Regions from separate parts of the Mus musculus genome. Here regions 1 and 2 are each linked to region 3. Evidence: chromatin contacts called from public Micro-C and promoter capture Hi-C data. All regions are on one chromosome and are shown on one strand. Each heading gives the region's core, a stretch centred on a gene start, on an enhancer-like site or on the middle of the called end of the contact. The rest is flanking DNA. Distances are from core to core; before and after follow the strand shown. Region 1 overlaps Mast2 (microtubule associated serine/threonine kinase 2). Region 2 holds the start of Ipp (IAP promoted placental gene). Region 3 overlaps Mast2 (microtubule associated serine/threonine kinase 2).

Evidence for each region. Promoter capture Hi-C pulls out the DNA fragments that hold promoters and counts their contacts. Hi-C and Micro-C count contacts between places; a contact is called where the count stands out from the background.
Region 1: a contact with region 3 is called in a Micro-C map of trophoblast stem cells, with 2.0 times the contacts expected there. The contact joins two enhancer-like sites. A contact is called at or near these places in 2 of 15 datasets of contacts at CTCF or cohesin (the G1E-ER4 cell line and pro-B cells), 27 of 484 Hi-C or Micro-C datasets (the AML12 cell line, B cells, DN3 thymocytes and 13 more), 3 of 115 datasets of contacts at active chromatin or transcription factors (cardiomyocytes and embryonic stem cells) and 4 of 9 other capture datasets (adipose tissue, embryonic stem cells, liver and 1 more).
Region 2: a contact with region 3 is called in a promoter capture Hi-C map of macrophages, with 6 read pairs. The contact joins the promoter of Ipp here to the enhancer-like site in region 3. A contact is called at or near these places in 1 of 39 promoter capture datasets (macrophages), 1 of 15 datasets of contacts at CTCF or cohesin (large pre-B cells), 2 of 484 Hi-C or Micro-C datasets (the HPC-5 cell line and nephron progenitors), 1 of 115 datasets of contacts at active chromatin or transcription factors (the SCID.adh cell line) and 2 of 9 other capture datasets (adipose tissue and pancreatic islet).

The regions. Positions count from the first base shown.
Region 1 is chr4:116,335,220-116,337,919 of GRCm38.p6, forward strand. It overlaps Mast2 (microtubule associated serine/threonine kinase 2), which reads right to left. Exons shown (of 30, transcript NM_001369061.1): 6 at 2,203-2,278. Among named protein-coding and RNA genes, the nearest start is that of Pik3r3, 110 kb to the left of the region's middle. Within about 2 kb of position 1,307, at least 8 of the 459 cell types and tissues checked have an H3K27ac peak or open chromatin away from gene starts, as enhancers often do. A contact at or near this core is called in trophoblast stem cells, where this site is marked.
Region 2 is chr4:116,506,152-116,508,851 of GRCm38.p6, forward strand. Ipp (IAP promoted placental gene) reads left to right here and starts at 1,398. Exons shown (of 9, transcript NM_008389.3): 1 at 1,398-1,499.
Region 3 is chr4:116,420,915-116,423,614 of GRCm38.p6, forward strand. All of the region lies in intron 3 of Mast2 (microtubule associated serine/threonine kinase 2), which reads right to left. Among named protein-coding and RNA genes, the nearest start is that of Mast2, 42 kb to the right of the region's middle. Within about 2 kb of position 1,432, at least 33 of the 459 cell types and tissues checked have an H3K27ac peak or open chromatin away from gene starts, as enhancers often do. A contact at or near this core is called in macrophages and trophoblast stem cells, where this site is marked.

The DNA.
Region 1 (2,700 bases), core at 57-2,556, 86 kb before region 3:
CCTCCTCACCTGCCCTCAGCCACACACTCTAGGGAGGAGTGGGGTGCATTCTTTCTCAGTTGAAATGAGAGGGAATAGTAAGTGCTTGTTCCAGCAATCTCTTTTGTTTCTGCATTACTTTTTTTTTTTTTATTATTTTATCTTAATTGTTTTGAGACAGAATCCTATGTAGCCCAGGTTATCTTCAAACTCAGTATGTAGCAGAGGATGACTTTCACCTTCTTTTCCTCTTGCTCACACCTCCAAAGTACTGTGATTTCAGGTGGGAGTCATTATACCTCATTTATGTGGTATTTTGTGCATGTTAGACAAGTCCTACAACAGAGCTACAGCCCAGCCCCCTGCTATACCTTGTAAGTAAGTAGTCCTCCCAACCAACACCTTCACTTCCCCCCTACACAGGTTTTTCTGTGTAGCCCTGGCTGTCCTGGAGCTGGCTCTGTAGACCAGCTGGCCTCAAACTGAAGAGATCCATCTGCCTTTGCCTCCTAAGTGCTAGGATTAAAGGCATGTCTTACCACTATCACCTAGCAAAGAAAGTAGTCTTAATAGTAGAACTGCTCTTACTCCAAGATATAGTATATTCGCTAGCCACTGACCGCTACAAAGCTGGAGCCTTATTACTATTTATTTTAAATTGGCTTTCCCATTTAGAACTAAAGAAAACTCTACTTCAAAACTAAACAAGGAAACGACCCCCCCAAATTAAAACAAGAGCCCCACAAACTTGAACTATGGCTAAGAGAGTTGTGAAGTTGTGAAAACAAGCCACTGTGTGTAGGGAGCCTTAGCAAAGGTTTGAAGACACCGTGAGGGTGGACTTCTCCAGAGGCCACTTAATGTGCTCTCGGCATGGGTGGAACTGTCAGGCCTGCTAGGAGAGGCCAGAATCAACACTATCATTTTCAGACAGGAGAGAAATGGGACTTAAACCCTTCGAAGCTCAGCGAATTATGAGATATTACAGTCTTTCTGAACTCATACTTGGGACCCTCAGCTGAAAGCTGAGATTTATATTCCTAGCATTTGGGAGGCAGAGACAAGGGAAAATCTCTGAATAGGGCTGTAAGGATAATGTTTCTGTGCACTGGGTAAAGATTATCTTTGTATCATTCAAATCCTGATTTCCTTGCCCCCACATCTAGTTGCAATCCTTATTCTGAGAATCTCTGGTCTCAATGTTGTGTAAACATTGCTACCTAATTTCCTGATTGGTTAATAAAGAGCTGATCAGCCAATGACTGAGCAGTGGAGAGAATAGGGCTGGACTTCCTCTCAGCCCAGGGAGGGAGGGAGGAAGGAGAGAGAGGAAGTAGGAAATCACAGCTGGAAGAGAGTCCAGGAGACACCATGAGAAAAGTCCTGGAGCCAAGAGAGCCACATCAGTACTAATGAAAGTATCACTGGGATTTTGACTGCGAGGTAGCCAAATTAGTTTAGAGGATTAATGTGGAGTTGTTGTGAACTTAGAAGCTTGTTAAGTAAATATTATAGTCCAGTCTCAATTTGGGAGCTAGCTGGGTGAAGCAGAAAACTGCAAGAAACACATTAAAAAGCTACTAACATAGGGAAGCCTGTATAGTCTACATAGCCAGGGCCACATAATGAGACCCTGTTTAAAAACAAACAAACAAACAAACAAACAAACAAAACTCCAACAAAAGCTGAGAAGAAAGTCATGTCAGGCCCTTTCAGCTTCTTGGAAGTACTTGGGATACAAGGTAAAGAGTGTTACTCTGGATCCTTCCTGGAACACTTTCTCTTCTCTAACCCAACGATAATTCTCAGTTACAGTATCATGCTGTGGAATATATTCTTAGGGTACCACTGTGTTTTGCTTAGGATTATAAAATAAATGAATCTACTATCTTTCTGTTCAGCTGCAAATGCACAGTCACTCAGAAAGGAAAACTTGAACAAGACCTAGGAGAGGACAGAAAGGAAGGCATTTTGATTACTGGTAGTCCAAGGCAACCCAATCCACACGGAAGAGTACTGACTTGAAAGAAGAACACAGACATCTACCAAGCACACATATCAGTCAGGGGTCAGTGGTACATGCCTTTAATCTCAGCACTCGGTTCTCTGAGTTCAAGACCAGCCTTGTCTACAGAGTGAGTTCCTGGACATCCAGGGCTACACAGAGAAACAAAACAAAACAAGACAAGACAAACAGCACAGAGGGGTTCTCAAGCAACTTACCTACGGGCAGGAACGAAGGAAAAGTGAGCAGGAGCATTTGGAGAGAAATTCCGGGGGCTGTCCAAGGGACTGTTACCTGTGATGGGGAGAGGAAAAGGAACTCTTTGAAGTTTGCTCTGGGAATGAGGCAAACTTGTGTGGCTTTCTGGTAAGAAACCTTTTTCTCTTGTTAATTTAGTATATCTGGTTATTTTCTCAGGCCAGCCCTCAGTTTATGAGTCTTTATAAAAGTTTGACAACCCAGGAATGTTATCACCTAGAACTAGGTACCTGTGATACCCTACCTTGGACGCCCTTTCTAGATACAGCAGGGATTCACATGTTCCTGCGCTCTTAGGAACAGATCAAGTTGCAGTATTCCAAAGGCTTAAGAACTGTCCTAAAGACAACAGAACGCCTAGTCTAAAAGTTACTTGTACAAGTATCTCCACCCACTGCAGCCAAGGGGCTAAACAAAAATGTGCATACAGTAAGGGTAGAGTTCCTTGGCAGAAGTTC
Region 2 (2,700 bases), core at 148-2,647, 85 kb after region 3:
GGCAGCCCTCTAAATTTTTATTCTTATTTTATGAGCATTGGTGTTTTGCCTGCTTGTATGTCTGTGTGAGGCTGTGTGATCCTCTGGAACTGGTGTGAGCTGCCGTGTAGTTGCTGAGAACTAACCCAGTTCCTCTAGAAGAGCAGCCAGTGCTCTTAATCGTTTGAGCCATCTCTCTTTTTTTTCTTCCACCATAAAATAGCTTAGTCAATAGAAAATCTTCATGGAACTAGCCTTCCAGTATTGGTCAGTGATTGCTGAGCCTTGCACCAGACAGGGGTCCAGTAATTCCTTTTACTCTTTTCTAAATTTCTGCCACTTTTTGCAGATTTTTTTTTGCACTTTTCATAATGAAATGTAAAGTAGAAATTGAAGATGTGGAGTAAATGTAAGCATAGTCTTGTGAAATTTTTGTCTTAGCTATACATCTGAATATGCAAATACATGGTATGTGTTTGATGTAAAATATTTTTGTACACTATGGGTCAGGAACATAAAGTTTGAGGGTTGGAGAGATGATGTGGCTAAGAGAGCACACTACTTGTTATTTTTGAGAAAGGGTCTCTCTACATAGCCCCAGCTATCCTGAAATTCACTAAGTAGACTGGACTGGCCAGGTACACAACAGAAATCCTCCTGTCTCTGCCTTCCCAGTGCTGGGATGATAGATGTGCACCACAACTCCTGGCAAAGAGTCCACTTCCCTCAAGGAGGACCTGAGCTGTTCCCAGCCTGTAATTCCAGCATCAGGGGGAACTACCACCATCTTCTGACCTTCATGGGCACAGCCTTTACATATACAAACCTATGGTTAGAGGCACACATTTAAAAAATAAAATCTCAGTCGGGCATGGTGGTGCACACCTTTAATCCCAGAATTGGGAAGCAGCGGCAGGTGTATCTCTAAATTCGAGGCCAGCCTGGTCTACAGAGTGAGTTGTAGGACAGCTAGGCCTACACGGAAAACCCTGGGGTGGGGCGGGGAGACTATAAAAAAGTTTGGACGTTGCTAATGCACCAGGACACATTATGATGCTCTACACTGAAAAAGAAGTGGGCATTTTGATTCTTGACTTCAAAGTAGGCAGGAGTGTATCAAAATTGAGGTTCAGGAAATGATCTAAGGAAGGTGGTAGAGAAGCACGGTGCACGTGATTTTCCTCGACGCTGAGATCAGTACCTGGCCTGGGACACTTGAAGAATTGAAGATGTGCATGGAGCGGAATAGGGAAGTCCACTAGCCCAAGGCAGGGGAGAGGTTTTTAAGAACCTGCCTCCGCGGCCAGCAAGCGGCTACCCAGGTTTACCCAGCGACGCCGGTGGCTGTGAGGAGGCGGGGCCAGAAGCGGAGCACGCGCAGTAGAAGGTTCCCGCATCAGCGCCGAAGCTGCGCCTTCAGCACTCGCAGTCACCTGTCACCAAAGACTGTCCCCGCCCCCTCCGCTGCCTGCCTGCGCGCGCAGAGCACCGGAGGGCGCCGGCGGGAAGGGACGCGGCGGGTAAGCGAGGCCTGCGTGCGGTCTGTGTTTCTCACAGGGTTGGGAACTTCCTCATGTCCAGCTCTCCAGACCGGGAAGAGCGAGTGATTGGAGCTTTGGAACGCACCGTTCCTCCGCTTTCGTCCTGTCGCCTCCGGAGGCGCTCTGACCGTCCGTGTGTTTTTAGCGTCCCGGAGCTTCCCAGTCTCACGGCGCCTTGGCCTCTGCTCTCCCAGCACCCACTGGGGAAACCGAAGGCCGGACCCTGTCCCTGACTTCTGCCGGCTCCAGTCTGAAATTCCTTACCGGCTCCAGTCTGAAATTCCTTACCGGCTCGCGCTGTCAGTAGCACAGAGTTGGTTTTCTTCCTCTAGTGTCTACCAGTTTAGGCAGAGTTCTAGTTACAGCCTCCAACTCAAGCACAAAGAGTCTCAGTTGTTTTGATGCTCAGCTGGAGCTCTGGCCCTCTAACTGAATTAACTTTCAGATGCTCTTCAGCGGGAAATCCAGGCCATCAAAGCATAGGTCCTCTTTAGTCCCTCCGATTATCTCCATCGTTAGCCAGTAAACTGTATGGAAGCATAGTTCTTAGCTCCCTATGCACTAATCCCAGGTCTTCACTTTTCATGTTTGTACGAACAAGCATTTCCCAAGCCACAGTTTAGGATGAGGTGCTCCACTGGCAGTGGAATGCCATCAACATTTACTGAGAAGGATGACAACAAACATTCTGGCTCTCTACTGTCAAAGTGAATATTAAGTGAATTGTTTGTTGTAACAGGAGGCATTTGACTTGTGGCTGTGCTTTAATACCTTGAGTAAGAGAGAAATGGAGGTAGCCTAGAATCACACCGCGAGGGTTCAGAATCTGCTGCCAGGGAGAATACAGAGCAGCAACAAGTCTGACAGCCACGCCATGTATAATAACATCTATAGGTCGAATTTCCACATAGAGGGAAATAGATTGTATTTATGTGCCACTTGTTTGTAAGATGCATTGTGTGCATGCTGAAGTAAATTTTAGCGGCTTCCTTTAAAACTCCCAAAATTAGTGTCTATATAGTCATGATTATCAGATTATTATTATGACAAGGTCTTACTATGCAGTCTTGGCTGGCTTGGAGCTAAGAGATCTGCCTGCCTCTGCACCACCACACCCACCTTCAGATCATTTTTACTGATAATTTTGACTGAATGCTATATACTGAATTTTTTAAAAATA
Region 3 (2,700 bases), core at 182-2,681:
ACCTTAACTAAATTGTCCTTGGAGACTGACACTGACTGGGTGGTGCTCCTTCCCCTGGCCCTGTTCTAAGCCCAGAACACCCCCTACCATTTTAACCTGACCCCTTTTGACATCCTGTAGGGGATCCCCACTGCCTTGATCCTGGCTCTTGACAACCCCCAGAGTGACTTTTCAGGCTGACAGGGGTTTTATGGCTCGACTGTAAACTTTCCAGATCAGCCACCAGGAATTATGGCCTAAACTTAGTGCCCTATATATAACACAGGTACCCCAGACATTCCACACAAGTACCAAGTTGGAGACTGGGTATATGTTAAAAGTCATTGTGCTGAAATCTTGGAAGCAAAGTGGAGAGGGCCATTCCTGGTGTTGTTGACCACCTCGACTTCTGATAAAGTGGATGGAGTAACTGCCTGGGTTCATGTCAGACCAGCACCTGTGCCTGATGCCAACTGGACAGCAGCCAGACACCCAAGCAACCCCTTCTGCAAGGCCAGCGAAACAATGAGATGGCTATGGTTTATCTTCCAACGCTGAGCCTTGGCAGCCCCCACAACCCTACTAGGGTGACTTGGCAGGTGCTCTCAGTCACTGGGGATGTGGCTTGGTCCACTACAGAGGAACACCTACATTGTATCTGGTGGCCAGACCTTGCCTTTGATATCTGTGATTTATTGATGGGCCTTGACTACTGGGGTGTCCCTGCCCGGGAGACACATAGGAGGGATTTCCCAAATATGGAGGACGAGGGACTTATGAATATAAACCGTGTCCCAGAAGCAGCCTTAGAGGGTGTGGCTTAGGGTGCTGAAGAGTGTCCTGAGAGAAACTCCCATGTATGTGTCCCCCAAAAATGGAAAAAGCCAGCAGCTGGCCCATCAGTGTTGGGGGCCAACCACTTTTTCTGTGCTACCAGGGGTGTAAAACATCAGGAAGCACATACTGAAGACCATTCCAGGGGTAGTTAAAGATTCAATGGCCAAGGTGAGGGAAGAGCTAGACAAGCAGAAGAGAGAAAGAACAGTCAGGGTTATTCCGAGTCTTGGTTTAATTCGTTTAACTCCTCTCCTGGGTTAACCACTCTCATATCCACCGTGTTAGGACCCCTAATTGTTCTCCTGCAGTTGTTGACCTTGAGACCCTGCATATTGAACAAGCTTAGAGCCTTCATCAAAGAGAGACTAGGAGCAATATAGCTGATGGTCCTGCACCAACAATATGAGACCCTGAGGGCAGGACCTGAAAAGTATGTGTTAGTTACCCCAGACCCCTGAGCATACATAGCTCCAAAATTGGAGCTAGTACAAGGAAAGGGGGGGAAATGAGGGACCCTCGGGGCTTTTCCAGCCCCACACCCTCCTTACAGCTTCCCACTCCTGCCTGGAGTCAAGGCTAGGCCAAGTTCCATTCTCCACCCACAGGATCATTCTTCAGTAAAAATTTCTCAGAATGTTCTGACTGACAGTCACATGACCCTCTGGAAAGTCCCTGGTAGAGTTCAAATGTGTGTCATGCTTGTTAATGTAAAGGGTAATATGCTTAGCCAATAAGTTTGAATTATAACCTTGCTGATATAACCTGTACCCCTAAAAAGTATAAAAACTGCTTGTAATAGCCATTCAGGGTCACCTTCTTAGTAACTCACCTTGAGAGACTAATTGAAGGTCAACCCCAACACACTGGAAAATAAACCTCTTGCTTTTGCATTTAAAAAAAAAAAAAAAAAAGCTGGTTGTGGTGGCACACGCCTTTAATCCCAGCACTTGGGAGGCAGAGGCAGACAGATTTCTGAGTTTGAGACCAGCCTGGTCTACAGAGTAAGTTCCAGGACAGCCAGGGCTACACAGAGAAACCCTGTCTTTTTTTTTTTTTTTTTTTTTTAAACAACACATAGGTTCTTTTTTTTTAAGATTTATTTGTTCATTTACTATATCTAAGTACACTGTAGCTGTCTTCAGACACTCCAGAAGAGGGCACCAGATCCCATTACAGATGGCTGTGAGCCACTATGTGGTTGATGGGAGTTGAACTCAGGACCTTTGGAAGAGCAGTCAGTGCTCTTAACTGCTGAGCCATCTCTCCAGCCCAGAGAAACCCTGTCTTGAAAAAAACAAAAAAACAAACAAAAAAAAATATGTATGTACACTCCCACACAAAAAGGGGTGGAGTTAAGAGAGAAAATAATGTGTTTAAATGAGTTTACACCAGACAGGGTAATAATATGCCCCACCCCAACCCAAAAGCCATAAACTAACAAAAAACCCAATGCCAGGCATGAAAAACTTCCCTTAGAATTGTTGGCCATAGAGCCGGGCGATGGTGGTGCACACCTTTAATCCCAGCACCTGGGAGGCAGAGTCAGGCAGATTTCTGAGTTCCAGGCCAGCCTGGTCTACAGAGTGAGTTCTAGGACAGCCAGGGCTACACAGAGAAACCCTGTCTCAAAAAAACAAACAAACAAACAAACAAAGAATTGTTGGTCATAATAGTCCAAGAGACCCCAAAATACTATAGGCTACTATCTCTACCCTTGGTTGCTTCCCAGAACTTGCAAGTAAGCTCCTACTGCTGAAGACACCACAAACATTGGCCACAGGACATGGAAGAATCAGATTGGAACTAAAGTAGCAACCTCAATCCTGAGGACTAGCTATCATATAGTATTTGGAGTTCTAGGCGAGCTATCAAGGGAGAAAGATA